2 separate regions of the Mus musculus genome follow, and region 2 is linked to region 1. A link is a contact called in public HiChIP or PLAC-seq data. All regions are on one chromosome and are shown on one strand. The core of a region is the stretch at or near the end of the contact, and the rest is flanking DNA. Distances in the headings are between cores, read along the strand shown. Region 1 overlaps LOC115488130 (zinc finger protein 120-like). Region 2 holds the start of Lrrc14b (leucine rich repeat containing 14B).

Region 1 (7,057 bases), core at 1,243-3,742:
TTGAACATTTTTTTTCAGGTGCTTCTCAGCCATTTGGTATTCCTCAGTTGAGAATTCTTTGTTTAGCTCTGAACCCCATTTTTAATGGGGTTATTTGAATTTCTGGAGTCCAGCTTCTTGAGCTTTTTGTATATATTGGATATTAGTCCCCTATCAGATTTAGGATTGGTAAAGATCCTTTCCCAATCTGTTGGTGGCCTTATTGACAGTGTCTTTTGCCTTTCAGAAGCTTTGCAATTTTATGAGGTCCCATTTGTCCATTCTTGATCTTACAGCACAAGCCATTGCTGTTCTGTTTAGGAATTTTTCCCCTGTGCCCATATCTTCGAGGCTTTTCCCTACTTTCTCCTCTATTAATTTCAGTCCACCATGTGCACTCACCACATTTAAACATTTGAAATCTTGGGTCATTTCTAGGTGTCTAGTGGTAGCTTCTCCTATTACAGTCATATCAGGTGAACAAGATCCAACATCAGCTGTATATCTAATCCACTCATGTATAGATACTGACCTTGCCTGCAGTGGTCTGATTATTTCCCTGCATTTAGCATTTACATTTTCAAAGGTTAAAGCACAATTATTGCCTTTCTTGCTGCTGAATCTGATATACTCCTTTTCACAGCTGATGTTAGCCTTTGTAAAAAAAAAAAAAAAATCAGGGAAGATTTCTTTTGGACCTTGTATGACTTAATGGTTCAACTCTTCCCTGATTCTGCGACACTGTTCCAGTTCTTTAAGGCTGACAATCAACACAATGCCAGAGTTTCTTCATCATATACAACCTGTACCTCTATCTCAGAGCAGTTGGTCTGTGGAAATCTCTCTACCCCTGGTTCTAGTTTGTCGTATTATCTCCCTCACCACGTCTCTCCATCATGTGCACCACTGTAAATTTGTAGCAGGTTCTAATATGTCTCTTGCCATATCTTTCCAGTCTTGGAGGATTATCCTACTTTTAACAGCCTAAGAAGTCAGGATTTGTTTTACAAATGGCAAATGCACTCCAAAATTATTGATATTTTCCTTCAATTTTTTCAGTTCTAACATATCCACGGGTTGCCATTCAAATTCCTAATAGCCCTGTAGATAATCATCATCTGTTTGGTCCTTGTTGTATATTAACCAGATAGACTAAAGTTTGTTTTCTAATAACCTTTGTTTGGCTTTCTCTAATTTTATCTTCTGTCTCTAAACTGAGTATTTTCCTTAATTGAAATTTTAAATTCCCCCCTTAATGTCTGTGTCCACGCTTCTTATCTCTTCTGTTGTTGCTCTTCCTGTTCCTTGAGTTCCTGTGTTCTCTGTTGAAGGTTCTGCCTCCACATTTTGACTTTTTCTTTATATTGCAATTCTGATAGTCTGCTGTCCATTTTGTTTTGATTGATTCATTTTAAAAGGTTTATTCTCCAAGTCTTGCTCCCAATCATTATTTTCTCTCTGCTGCTCAGTCTGATTTGTGCGCTGCTGCATCCTTGCTTCTAGCATATTTTCCACCTCTAGTCTCCCACCTTCATTTTCATGTTTCTGTCTCTTATTCTGATCTACAATTTCCTGTGTCTTCAATTCTAGTGTTTCCTCTAGGCCACATTGCCACGTCTTAAGCTTCTCTTTCTGTTGTTCATGCTGTTCTATAATTCCTGTGTCTTCTGTTCTAAGCCCTGCTTCTCTTTATGTTGTAATTCTAATATTGCAGCATCTGCCTTATTTTGATTTGCTAGCTTTAGTAAATTATTCACTAGACTTTGTTTCTTTTGCCCAATAAAATCCTCAATCTTTAGTTGTAGTGTTACTTGTAATCTCTTTTCTAAGACAAGGAATTTTTTTCTAAGGTTCTGTTTTTTAGAAGACATAGTAAATTAAGAGAATATGGCAATACCAGTAAATAATAAGGTCTGTATTTCCTTTAAATCCATCCCTGTCAAACCATTCAAAATATCATTACGAAAAGCCCAAAAGATATTTATTGTCTTTTTTTTAAGGATTTATTTATTATATCTAAGTATATGGTAGCTGTCTTCAGGCATAGCAGAAGAGGCCATCAGATCTCATTATGGATGGTTGTTGGGATTTGAACTCAGGACCTTTGGAAGAGCAGTCAGTGCTCTTAACCGCTGAGCATTCTCTCCAGCCCATGTTTCTCATCTTTAAGTATCAATTTATTCCCTTGTCCAGAGCCCTTTGTACCTTTGTATCCTGATTCTTGTATTTACAAGGAGGGGCTGAGTGTAGAAAGACCCGCATCTTCTGTGTCCCTGTTTGGGTTGCAGCTGGCAGTGTGTGCTTGTGTGCTGATCTCAGGCAACCCACAGTGCAAGCAAGCAGTCTGGAGATCCAGTCTGGCTGTCCTAGATATGGAGTGGGGCTTGGGGGGTGGAGGTACAGGGAAGCGAACACAGAAAAGACTCTCCTGGGCAGATGCCCAGATCAGTTCACTGTGTCTGCCTGAAAACTACCTCTCAGGCAGTTGTGTTCCAGCGTCACCTGTCCCTCCTTGCAATTCTTACACAGCACTGCTCAAGCCCAGCTTCAGGCTGGGGTGCTGCCCCTGGCTGTTCTCTGTAGGCCCCTCAAACCCAGTCGGCTTTCAATAAACACTGCTGCAGCCTAGATCACTGCCCAAGCCATATTTGAGGTTGAGGGGCAGTGGTCTTTTATCTCCGGTGAGTTGAGTTCTAATCAATATGTTGGGCACTATTTTGTTGCGGTAAATCTCTAACCCAAATAAGCCCGGATGAAGAAAACACAACTCAATTAATATGAATACAAGCTGCATGCCTATATTGGGCACATCTACCACTACACTACCATCTTCCCCATCTATGAGATCCCTTCTACCTTGCAGTTTCTCCGAGCCACATGCTTCGGCTCCACTTTCCTTCCACCCGCTCCTCCATTGCCCTCTCTTCTCCTCCTTCTCTCTCAACCTTACAGCTCTACCTTCCCTTCTCCTGCCCAGTCACTGGCTCTAGCTTTTATTTTACAAATTAAGGGAGAAGGTTCACAAGAAGTCACCTGAGAGTAATTCCTTGCTTGTTCACACCTCCTCCCAGAAGAACGGAATTAGCATCAAAATACAAGCAACACCAGGGCTATCCACAACAGATATCAACTAAAATTAGTTGAAACAGTGTTGTATGGTTATACTTGAGGTAAATGGCATGTAAATAGTGTATGTATCTGATGCATTTGGACATATTACCTGTATCCATACAACATCATTACCTACAACAAAACCAGGAAACCATGTTCTCTATACATTCTTATTCTACCGTGTTTATATGTGTCTACAGTATACAGAATTCTCATAAAATGACAAAATTGCCAGGAATTCCAGAAATCACCTCCATACATTTTCCATGCACTTGAAATTAATTTTTTAAAAAGATTTATTTATTTATTATATGTAAGTACACTGTAGCTGCCTTCAGACACGACACACCAGAAGAGGGCGTCAGATCTTGTTACGGATGGTTGTGAGCCACCATGTGGTTGCTGGGATTTGAACTCCGGACCTTTGGAAGAGCAGTTGGGTACTCTTACCCACTGAGCCATCTCACCAGCCCCTGAAATTAATTTTTAAGAAGAATCAGAATTCTCATGCTTGTTACAGTTAGATTCATGGTGGCATAAAATATAAAATAACCTAACTTCTCATTAGTAGATGACAAGCTGGGTGCTTCAGGAGGCCACTGAGCTCAATGAACGAAGACAATAGCAATGGATGACAGGTGACTCATTTTCATTTTCTTCTTATCAAATAACCAAGCTTACTTAGATGGTGACCCTTTTATTTTTGCTTTGGAGAATGGATTTAGACATTTAACATTTTTATGTATCACTTTGTATATGTTTCATATAAAATTAATGTAGCAATATTGTATAAAGTTACATATGTATTTTTATTTTTTATATAGTTGTTTAACAGAGTTTAGTTTTCATTAAAGAGAAGCAAGACAACTCCTTTGGAATTAAGTAAGCAGGAAAATGTAATTCCTCAATGCAAAGTCGTGAGAACTAATACAAGATAATAAAGTGACCTGGGCTTGTTTCCTGCATGATACAGATTTCACATTGCAAAGAGCAAAACTTCTGATTTAACACATGTAGACAGGGTCCAAAGATGAGCTTGTCATGAACTCCTGTGTGATGCTCAGGTTCTAAAGACACAGAATGAGAACTGTATCTGTCAAAGTCATTCCTTCTTAACCATAGGAAGAACCTTAACGATAGTAAGTACATTCAAAAGGTTTCTCTCCAGTACATATTCTTTTGTTTGTTGGTTTGTTTTTTGTTTTTGTTTTTGGTTGTTTGAGACAGGGTTTCTCTATATAGCCCAGGCTGTCCTGGAACTCACTCAGTAGACCAGGCTGGCCGAGAACTCAGAAGTCCACCTGCATCTTCCTCCCAAGTGCTGGGATTAAAGGCATGCACCACCACTGTCTGGCTCTAGTACATATTCTTTCATGATGATGAAGCCTATAGAATTGTGCAAAGGCTTCACCATATTAAATACACTCCCAAGGTTTCTGTCTTAGTGTTGCCATTGCTAGGAATAGACATCATGACCAAGGCAACTCTCATTAAAGCAAACCTTTAATTGGGGCTGGCTTACAGTTTCAGAGGTTTAGTCCATTTTTCATCATAGCAGGAAGCATGGCAGCATGCAAGAAGTCATGATGCTGGAGAAAGAGCTGTAAGTTCTGCATTTTGATCCAAAGGCAGCCAGGAAGAAACTGTCTTCCAGGGAGGGAATTGGAGGGTCTGTTTTGCACTTGGTGGAGCTTGAAAGTCCACCCCCAGAGATATCCACTTCCTCCAACAAGGTCACACCTCTTAATAGAGCCACTCCTTGTGACAAGCAAATTCAAACTCCCACATTCCACTTACTGGCCCCATAAGCTTGTTGGAGTACAGGAATGTATGGGAACCATTCTTAAACATGGCATAATGGAAAATACATGTGGTCAAACTTCAAAAGTCCCCATCATCTATACCAGTCTCAAATATGTTAAAAGTCCAAAGGTCACAGTCTCTTCTGAGAGTCATCCAATCATGTAACTGTAATCCCCTAAAAAAGAAAATAAAAACAGATCATATACTTCCAACTTCACAAGATATATTTCACCATTCCTAAGTGTCATGAGGAAATACTGGACCAAAACAAAACCAAAAGCCAGCTTGGAAATCTCCAAACTACATCTCCATGTCTGATGTTAAAGCATTCTTCAGATCTCCAACTCTTTTCTGCTTTGTTCACTGCAGCATAATTCTTTCTCTTTGGCTGGTTTTCATGAGCAGGTACCCCACAGCTCTGGCATCTCAAAGATCTTGGGGTCTCCAAGGTAACCTCAGTGTTACAGTTTCTTGTTCCAATGTCTTGGATCCACACATGATCTTCTGCTATCCTCCAAAGAGATAAGGTCACTTCTCCAGCTCTGACCTCTGTATTGCTCTAAGCTCTGGTTGACTCCACTTTACTGCTGTTGTTCTTTCTGCTCATCCCATTGGACTGGCATCTTCAATATGTTGGGTTCTTCTGCATCTAGGCTTCACTGATAGCCTAGTCACTTATGTTCCCTTCATGAGTCCAAGCCTCAGCTGCTCCTCATGACACCGTCATGCCTTCAAAACCAGTACCACCTGGGTGATTCTTACATGAGACCAAGTTCAGCTGCAACACAAGGTACAATTCTGGCTATCTCTGGAACAGAGTTTCTTTGTCCTCTCAGAATACACTTCCTAGAAGATTTCACCTCAGTGATGCTGGTCTCTTCTTCATCACTTCTAATTTCTCAGCTACAGCTAACAAGCTTCAATTTTCCCAGTAGTCCCTTCTATTCTTACCTCTAAAGTCAGAGCCACAGGGACAAAGCTGCTGAGTTCTGCTGCTTTCTGGGCCTGGGACATGGCCTCTTCTATTACATTATGACCAGTTTTCTGTTCTCCAACTCCTTTACTGCCTCAGCTTGGCTGTCCTGGAACTTGCTCTATATATTGACCTTGAACTCAGAGATCTGCAAGGCTCTGTATCCACAGGACTAGACCTAAGCTTTTCTTCACCTTTAACTTGTTCTGTATCAGGATGGACTTGAACTCAGAGATCTGCTTGAAGCTCATCTCCTAGGGTTCAAGGGCATGTACCACCATGCCTGGACCTATGCTTTCCATTTTAGATCTTATATTGAAAACCAAGAGTAGCAATCACAATCCATCCATTGTCAATTTGATACATACTTGCATCTCCTTATGTCAATATGTAAACAATAACCAGGTTTCTCTCCTCTGTGTTCTTTTATGTCGTTGTAGATGACTGTGAGTTGTAAATGCTTTACCACATTGATTACATTCATAAGGTTTCTGTCCAGTATATATTCCTTTATGTCTTTCGAGATTAGTCTTACATCCAAAGTCTTTACAACATTGATTGCATTCTAAGGTTTTTTTCTAAAATATGTTCTTTCATGTACTTGGTGATGAGTGTGACTTGCAAAGGCTTTACCACATTGATTGCATTCATAAGGATTCTTTCCAGTATGCGTTCTTTTATGATATTGGAGACTATTGTGATGTGCAAATGCTTTATCACATTGATTACATTGATACAGTTTCTCTCCAGTATGTGTTCTTTTATGTTTTTGGAGACTATTGTGACATGCAAAGGCTTTACCGCATTGATTACACTCATAAGGTTTCTCTCCAGTATGCGTTCTTTTATGATATTGGAGACTACTCTGTTGTGAAAATGCTTTACCACATTGATTACATTGATACGGTTTCTCTCCAGTATGTGTTCTTTTATGTTTTTGGAGACTATTGTGAAATGCAAAGGCTTTACCGCATTGATTACACTCATAAGGTTTCTCTCCAGTATGTGTTCTTTTATGATATTGAAGACGAATCACATGTGAAAACGCTTTACCACATTGATCACATTGATAAGGTTTCTCTCCAGTATGTATTCTTGTATGTTTTTGGAGACTATACTGAAATGCAAAAGCTTTACCACATTGATTACATTCATAAGGTTTCTCTCCAGTATGTGTTCTTTTATGATACT
Region 2 (7,057 bases), core at 2,100-4,599, 67 kb before region 1:
GCAGTGTTGCTGCTGGTGACAAATGGTTGAGCCTGATCATCTGGTCCAGGACTGACCTCAGGGCACTAGAAATGCACAGCCTCTTACAGCACGATTCCAGGACCTACTCCATTTGTTCTAGTGCTCTGGAAAAGTTTTCCAAAGCAGTTTTGAAAGCTTGCAGCAAAAAAGTACCAAGTTCATTGCTGGTTTCATGAATGTCTGGATCAAAACTTCCAAAAAGTGGGGTGGAGACCTGGATGTCCTCCCGGTTAGCTCGAAGCAGTACTGCTCGAAGATCCTCTGCAATCACGTCGTATTTCTGTTGGTCGAATTTGGACACTGACAGTTCATCCTGAGGGTAGATGGCACCCTCGGGGTAGCAGTCCTTTGGTACTGGGAACTCAATATGGCGAAGCCTAGGGAGTTCGCAGAGTGCAGCAAAAAGGCGCCGGAGAGCACTGCCTGAGAGCGGGTTTCCAAGAAACTTGAACTGCTGGAGCTGGCTGCAAGGGCTAAGGCCCAGAATCATCATGTTAACATGGCTGTCTGTGATGTTGCACTCCTCGAGGGTGAGCACTCTCAGTGTTTGGGCAGCCTGGCTCAGCAGCCTGAAGAAGGTAGAAGGGTACAGGTGTACCAGGTTGTGTCCACTGAGGTCCAGCACCTCCAAGTGGGCAGTGTGGTTACAGTCTGCTAAGAAGGATATGTCTTCATGATTAAGGGCACAGTTGGCTAGGTCCAACACTCTTAGTGGGGTCTTCAAGGGGCTGTGAGGTAGGCAAAACATCACAAATGTTATGAGGGTCTCAGGTGAGCTGGAGTTTTGGTGGAGGTGAATAATCTAACCACTTTTCTATCTTAGAGATCACTGACTGCAGCCTGCCAGAAACTCCAGCTGACTTCATTTCACGTTAGCATATGAGTTAAGAATGATATTTTTAAGCAAAATTTAAAGAGTCAAAATAATTGGTGAAATGTGAAAGTCACATTTCTTCTAGAAGTCTACAGCTGCTGGGCCTGTTGAGCAGTCAGTAATTGAACCTAAAATGGACCAACACCACCTTTCAAGTTAGGTAGAGAAGTTATGCACCTGATCTCAGAACCATCAGAATATTGACTGTGAGAACAGCAAAGGATAGAATTAGCTTGAAAGAGAGTGCTGCCACTCTGATGACAATAGGACCAGTAATGGTTTTCAGGGCTGAGAAGGAAGTCCAGCAGCCTGAATGTGGCCTCCATAACCCTGAATTCACTATTCAGCCAGTATCCTCTGTGGGGAGGTGTGTCTGAAATAACTTCTCCACCCAGGGGTCATGAGAATATACATTTTCTGGCACCCTGGACCTTTCTGGGAACACACCCTTCACTGCCCTTATTAAACAAGACAGTATGTGGTGGGGTCTTGTTCTGTCCCTACTTACTAACTTGTTCTTGCTGCCTCTCCACTACTTGCCCATAAATGATAACCTATTATTGGGACAGTACTCTCCACATGAAACTACCCTGACTTCAGAACTAACTGGCAGCTACCCTACTACCCTTCTTCATAGTACAGTTGCTAAGGAGGAGATTGCAGTACCAGGATTTCAGGTGTGGCAATCCAGCTAAACTGCTGACAAGGTTCTCACTATGCTAAACTACCTTCCCATTCCTATCCTGGGAAAATGTTTTAAGACACTAAATATTGGGTAATTCGTTATACAACACTAGTCAGTAGAAGATCTGGTTGTGACTTTTGTGTTGTTTACTTTCTAGTTCCTCTTTCTCATGTCTTCTTCCTTCTACCTCCTCCTCCCTCCCTCTCTGATGCTGAGAACTAAAACTAGGGTCCTGCTCGTTGGTATCAGGAACCAGCTTGCCAGATTGCCTCTGAACCCAGTGATGTCACCCATAGGGAACAGAGACATGCACATCTGTTACCATGGCAATCACATTCCCAGAGTCCATTTCCCACCCTTACCTGTGAGCCTAAATAAAAGGTAGACCCTTCCTGACCTTTGGCCCTTCTTTCTCTCTTTTCTCCCTTTGTCTCTGTCCACCCCAACCCACCCCAATAAACCTCTGCCACATGGAACTGCATTGGCCTGGTGTGGTCTGTCTGGATGAGAGCTGCCATTCCAGCACAACCCTGCTAGTGCTTTATCACTCAACTACCCTATACCCTCAGCTCTTGTGTTTGTTTTTGTTTGTTGAAATAAGCCTCTCTTTGTAGCTGACCTCAAGCACTGGGATTATGGGCAAGCCCCATGGCCGAGTTTTTGTTCATTGAAAGGCGTCTTCCAAACTGGATCAGTGTTCTGATTCTTTCCTAATGGCTCTTAACTCTTGCTGGTCTGACCAACACATTCCCAGAGAACATTGTGTAAACAGATCCTATCCCTGTTCCTCAGTGACTCCAGAATACTTTACCAGGCCCTGTACCCAATTCTCTGAGACTTACCTAAGCAATGTTTGGATCTTCCCAGTGAGTGTAGAGAAAGCCACACTTAGCTCAGTGAGCTGGTTCATCTGGCTGAGCTCCCAGGCAATAGAGGTAAGGAGAAGATCCTCGCCCTCTGGATCTGGGGCACAAGTTGGGGGAGCATCGAAGGCCTTGGTGGGCAAGGTGAGTGAGGTCAGCTGAGGGAAGCCCACCTGGGTCAGCAGCTGCTGCACATGGCCAGCATGCAGCCGGACATTGTGTACTACCTCCAACTTTCTAAGGTTGCCTGGCCCAGCCAGGCCAAGAACTTGTAGGAGCTGCCCAGGGCTCAGGCTGTCTGCCCGGAGTGAAGGGCAACAGACCTGCAGAGGTGCTGGGCCTAATGGCTTCAGGGCCTGCACCACCATGTCAAAGTTGCCTTCTGTGACAAAGAGGTCAGCAAAGACTTCAATGGGGTGCCCAGCTGAACAGGGCTGTCCTTGGAGCTGGCAGCAGGTCCTGGCCAGCACCTTGGTACGGCCCCACCTTCCTAGTGCCCTCCCACAAGGACATTGCTGCACCTGTACGTCCTGGATGCCGGTGAAATCAGCTACCCGAAGGCGGTTGCTCCCACTTTTCAGCACATGGTCAGCTATGCCCTGCATACAGGCCTCCAGGCAGGCCTTGCAGGCACGATCACGCAGGTCTTCAGGGTGGTCAGTGTTTGGCCTCAGTAGCACAGCCAGCCGGAACTCCTCCAGTGGCCAGTGACTCAGCAGAGCACGGGTTACATCTGCCTGCTCTAGCAGGTAACTGGCCTTGAACAGAAGTGGGTAGAGGTTGTAGGCTATATTGTCCAGGTTCTCCTGGACCAGCTGGGAGTGGGACACTAACGCTTCAGCAGAAATGAAACGAAGCGACCTCATCGTGCCCCTGGTCAGAGTGGCGCTGTCCCCGATGTTCTTCCCAAAGTGTGCGAGTGTTGTGGCTATTTATAGCTGCTGCTGCTTCTGGACTCAAGCCCAGAAAGTGGTAAACTGGCCCTTGTGGTCATCTGACTGCTATTTTGGTCCTTAGGTACCAGTTTGGCAGTAACTGTGGAGGCATCTGTCTGTCTTATGGCACCCTGCTGGTGAAAGCAGAGCTGCTTGATTTTGTTGTCCGAAGTGGGACCACTAAGAGGCTCTAGATACTTGCACAAGTAGCCTAAGGCTTACAATACAAATGGATATTCTGCCCAGATGGGGCCTATCCCAGTCAAAAGATCTGAGGGAAGCAAAATCCTGAACTGCACTTGGATGGATGAAACAGTGGTCTTTGGGTAATACCTAGGGGGTCTTTTTCCTAATACCTAGGAGTCAGGAATGCAAGGGCCAGGAATGTGGGGTAGATATCTCAGACAACTCTTTTAAGAATACTGGCCATGAAGCTGCATCATCTTTTATCCCCAAGATCCTTCATTGCAGAAGTGGGAGAAACAATTTCACCGAAAAAGAATACGGACTGGGCCTGGAGAGATGGCTCCGTGGTTAAGAGCACTGAGTGCTCTTCCAGAGTTCCAGCGTTCAATTCCCAGCAACCACATAGTGGTTCATGACCATCTGTAATGGAATCCCATGCCCACTTCTGGTGTGTCTGAAGAGAGTGGCAGTGTACTCATATACATAAATAAACAAATCTAAAAATAAATGTGATATGTATTTCCAGTGACACTCAGTTGGAGAAAACTAATTTTAAAAGGGTGGGGAGAGATGGGCTAGTGAAGGTGATGCTGCAAATAAATGCAGGTACCTATAGGTACCTATAGGCTGTGGGTTCACAGCCCTAGCATAGGTAGGTATTGAGTGGTTAAATCCTGCACTTTCATCATCCCTATCACCTGGAATGGGCAGCTCATAGGTTCCCGTGGTGCCAGCTTTATAGGAGAGTCATAATAGAGAAAGAGAGAGGTAAGAGGCACAGTGGCCATTCCAGGAAAGTGTCCTGTCCTCAGGTGTACCCCAGTTTTCCTGTGTGACTTTTTTCCCTCCTAATACAGAGCTTTATCTCTCCCAGAGACCCTGCCATCGGCAGAGATGGGAATGCGTTGCCATGGTGGAGCCCCAAGCACTGCTAGGTGGGTAGGATCTATATGGAAGGTAATCCATGACAGGATTTTGCCCTAATGTCACCCCTTGCCCCCTCCCCAATCTTAGCCTCTGAAGTATTACCATGTCTGCTAAATAAGAGCCCAAGACCAGTGATACCAAATGTCTATCCTTTAAGGAATAAACTTTGAAGTACATGTGGCTAGGTTATTACTGATCTATGTCTAAATTCACTACTGTATGAATCACTTTGAAACACGTTTAGAAATATTAGTATGTATAGTGAATTAACATGTTCCAGGAATACCTTGAATTTCCTGCCATGCTTATGGAATTCACAAGTGAAATGGATACTTAAACTATTACACTTATTTGTGTGTGTACATGTGTATGTGTGTGTACCCAAGCACAGGCATGTGTGTGCCACAGTATGCATGTGGAGGTCAGAGGACAGCTTGCATGCGGTAATTCTTTCCTTTTATAATGTGAGTTCTGGGGATCTAACTCTGGTTGTCAAGCAGCAAAGGCGTGTGCCTACAAAACCACCTTGTTGGCGCTGAAATGGATAATTTGGCATCATATATCTGCCTATGTAATAAAGTTTGTTTTTTTATTGATTCTTTTTGTGATTGCTTCTCAAATAAAGTTGTATTGCAAAACTCATGTTCTTTTTTTTTTTGTCTGTAAGTTCTCATGACTTCATATTTCTGATTGCAATTGAACCCAAGTCTCCAGCATTCACTTGAAATCTGCAGATTTCAACTTGAAGAGAAATGTGGCTTTTTCTCTCTCTCTATTTTGATACAGAGTTTCATGTAGCTCAGGGTAGCCTAGAACTTGCCATATAAATTTGTACCCCTAATCCTCCTGACTCTGTCTCCCAAGTGCTGGTATTATAGGGATGTACCTCATACCAATCTAAGAAACCTCTTTTGAGCTTAATTTCTAAGTCACCTCGCCCTTTCTCTTTACACTAACATTTAAAGAACAGTTAGCATTTCTCCTCAATTCAAGTAAGTTTTGATTTGCAAAGCTTTCTCTCTCTCTCTCTCTCTCTCTCTCTCTCTCTCTCTCTCTCTCTCTCTCTCTCTCTCTCTCTCTCTTTCTTTCTCTCGTTGTTGCTTCATCAATATAAGCAATGTTTCCCTGTTAAAATATGAATTCAATCATCTGCCTTCCCATACATAAAATCCCTGAATGTTCCTATTTTTATCTTACTTGGCGTGAAAGAAGGTTGAGCCAAGAGAATTTGTGATAATTTTGTGATTATTTCTTTTCTTTAAAAATTATGATTCTTCCGGGGCCTAGCAAACACAGAAGTGGATGCTCACAGTCAACTATTGGATGGATCACAGGGCCCCCAATGGAGGAGCTAGAGAAAGTATCCAAGGAGCTAAAGAGATCTGCAACCCTGTAGGTGCAACATTATGAACTAACCGGTACCCTGGAGCTCTTGACTCTAGCTGCATATGTATCAAAAGATGGCCTAGTCGGCCATCACTGGAAAGAGATGCCCATTGGACAGGCAAACTTTATATGCCCCAGTACAGGGGAATGCCAGGGCCAAAAAATGGGAATGGGTGGGTAGGGGAGTGTGGGGGGGAGGGTGTGGGGGACTTTTGGGATAGCATTGGAAATGTAAATGAGGAAAATACCTAATAAAAAATGAAATAGAAAAAAATTATGATTCTTGTACATTCATACGTGTTTTGATCCAGTCCACACCTCATTCCCTCTGCCCCAATTCCTCTTCTACCCCCACCCTAATCTCAACTATTTCCTTCCAATTTAATGTGTTCCAGCATTGCCAATGTGTATATAGGTATAAGACTATTTACTGAAGTATGAGTAGCTGAAGTGGAAGTTTCAGTTTGGGTCATATGATGCAGACTCATGTGATGTTTTGCTGAGGTAGACTCATGTGGTGTTTTGCTGGGGAAAGATCCATGAGAGGACATGTGATGTTTGGAGAGAGTAAATAGGACTCAACTGACAGTAACAGGGCGCCTACATAGCTAGCCTTGTAACATTTCATTGGTCTCATGTCTTTGCTGATCTTCATTTTGTTGAGAGAAGCATAGCAGAGAACTTCTCCTGGTGTCCCTCTGGTTTTGGTCGCTCCTGCTTACTCCTGCTGATTGGGAGATTGGGAGGAGGCCTGGCTGTTTCTGTTGGATTGTACCACTGCTGCTGATTCATGTTTGGTAACCTGACATTACTGAACTAGGCACCTGGTATCCTGACAACAGATATTGGAATCGCCCCCACCCACTAAAGGCAAACAGGAGAAGACTATTGTCTTCCAGGAAGCTAGAAGAGGATCTCAAAGCCAACCCCCACAGTGACACACTTCCTCCAAGAAGGCCACACCTCCTAATAGTGCCACTCCTTGAACCAAGAACATTCAATCTACCACAGAATAGATGGAGGGAAGAAACTGGGTGAGAGATGGAATGGGGAGGGGAATGGGGTACAGGGAATAAGGTGTAAGGAGAGTTGGGGAGAAAGGGCTGGGAGAGTGAATGGAAATTGGGGGGGGGGGTGTGAATCTCTAGGACATACCACAGATCTGAGATGGGGAGGCTCC

The links. HiChIP or PLAC-seq counts read pairs in DNA pulled down with a chosen protein or histone mark.
Region 2: a contact with region 1 is called in an H3K27ac HiChIP or PLAC-seq map of embryonic stem cells, with 5 read pairs. The contact joins the promoter of Lrrc14b here to the enhancer-like site in region 1. A contact is called at or near these places in 19 of 39 promoter capture datasets (the 3T3-L1 cell line, 3T3-L1-derived adipocytes, the C10 cell line and 11 more), 3 of 484 Hi-C or Micro-C datasets (the G1E-ER4 cell line, embryonic stem cells and nephron progenitors), 6 of 115 datasets of contacts at active chromatin or transcription factors (embryonic stem cells, epiblast stem cells and large pre-B cells) and 4 of 9 other capture datasets (adipose tissue, liver, macrophages and 1 more).

What each region holds. Positions count from the first base shown.
Region 1 is chr13:74,428,344-74,435,400 of GRCm38.p6, forward strand. LOC115488130 (zinc finger protein 120-like) reads right to left here. Exons shown (of 2, transcript XM_030247499.1): 2 at 3,915-7,057. The coding sequence ends at 6,432. It overlaps E430024I08Rik (a long non-coding RNA gene), which reads right to left. Exons shown (of 8, transcript XR_003950546.1): 8 at 3,881-5,068. Among named protein-coding and RNA genes, the nearest start is that of Gm41004, 15 kb to the left of the region's middle. Within about 2 kb of position 2,493, at least 2 of the 459 cell types and tissues checked have an H3K27ac peak or open chromatin away from gene starts, as enhancers often do. A contact at or near this core is called in embryonic stem cells and epiblast stem cells, where this site is marked.
Region 2 is chr13:74,360,651-74,367,707 of GRCm38.p6, forward strand. It overlaps Lrrc14b (leucine rich repeat containing 14B), which reads right to left and starts at 3,350. Exons shown (of 2, transcript NM_001033042.3): 1 at 2,423-3,350; 2 at 1-749. The coding sequence starts at 3,309. The coding sequence ends at 104. It also overlaps a transcript of Ccdc127 not described here.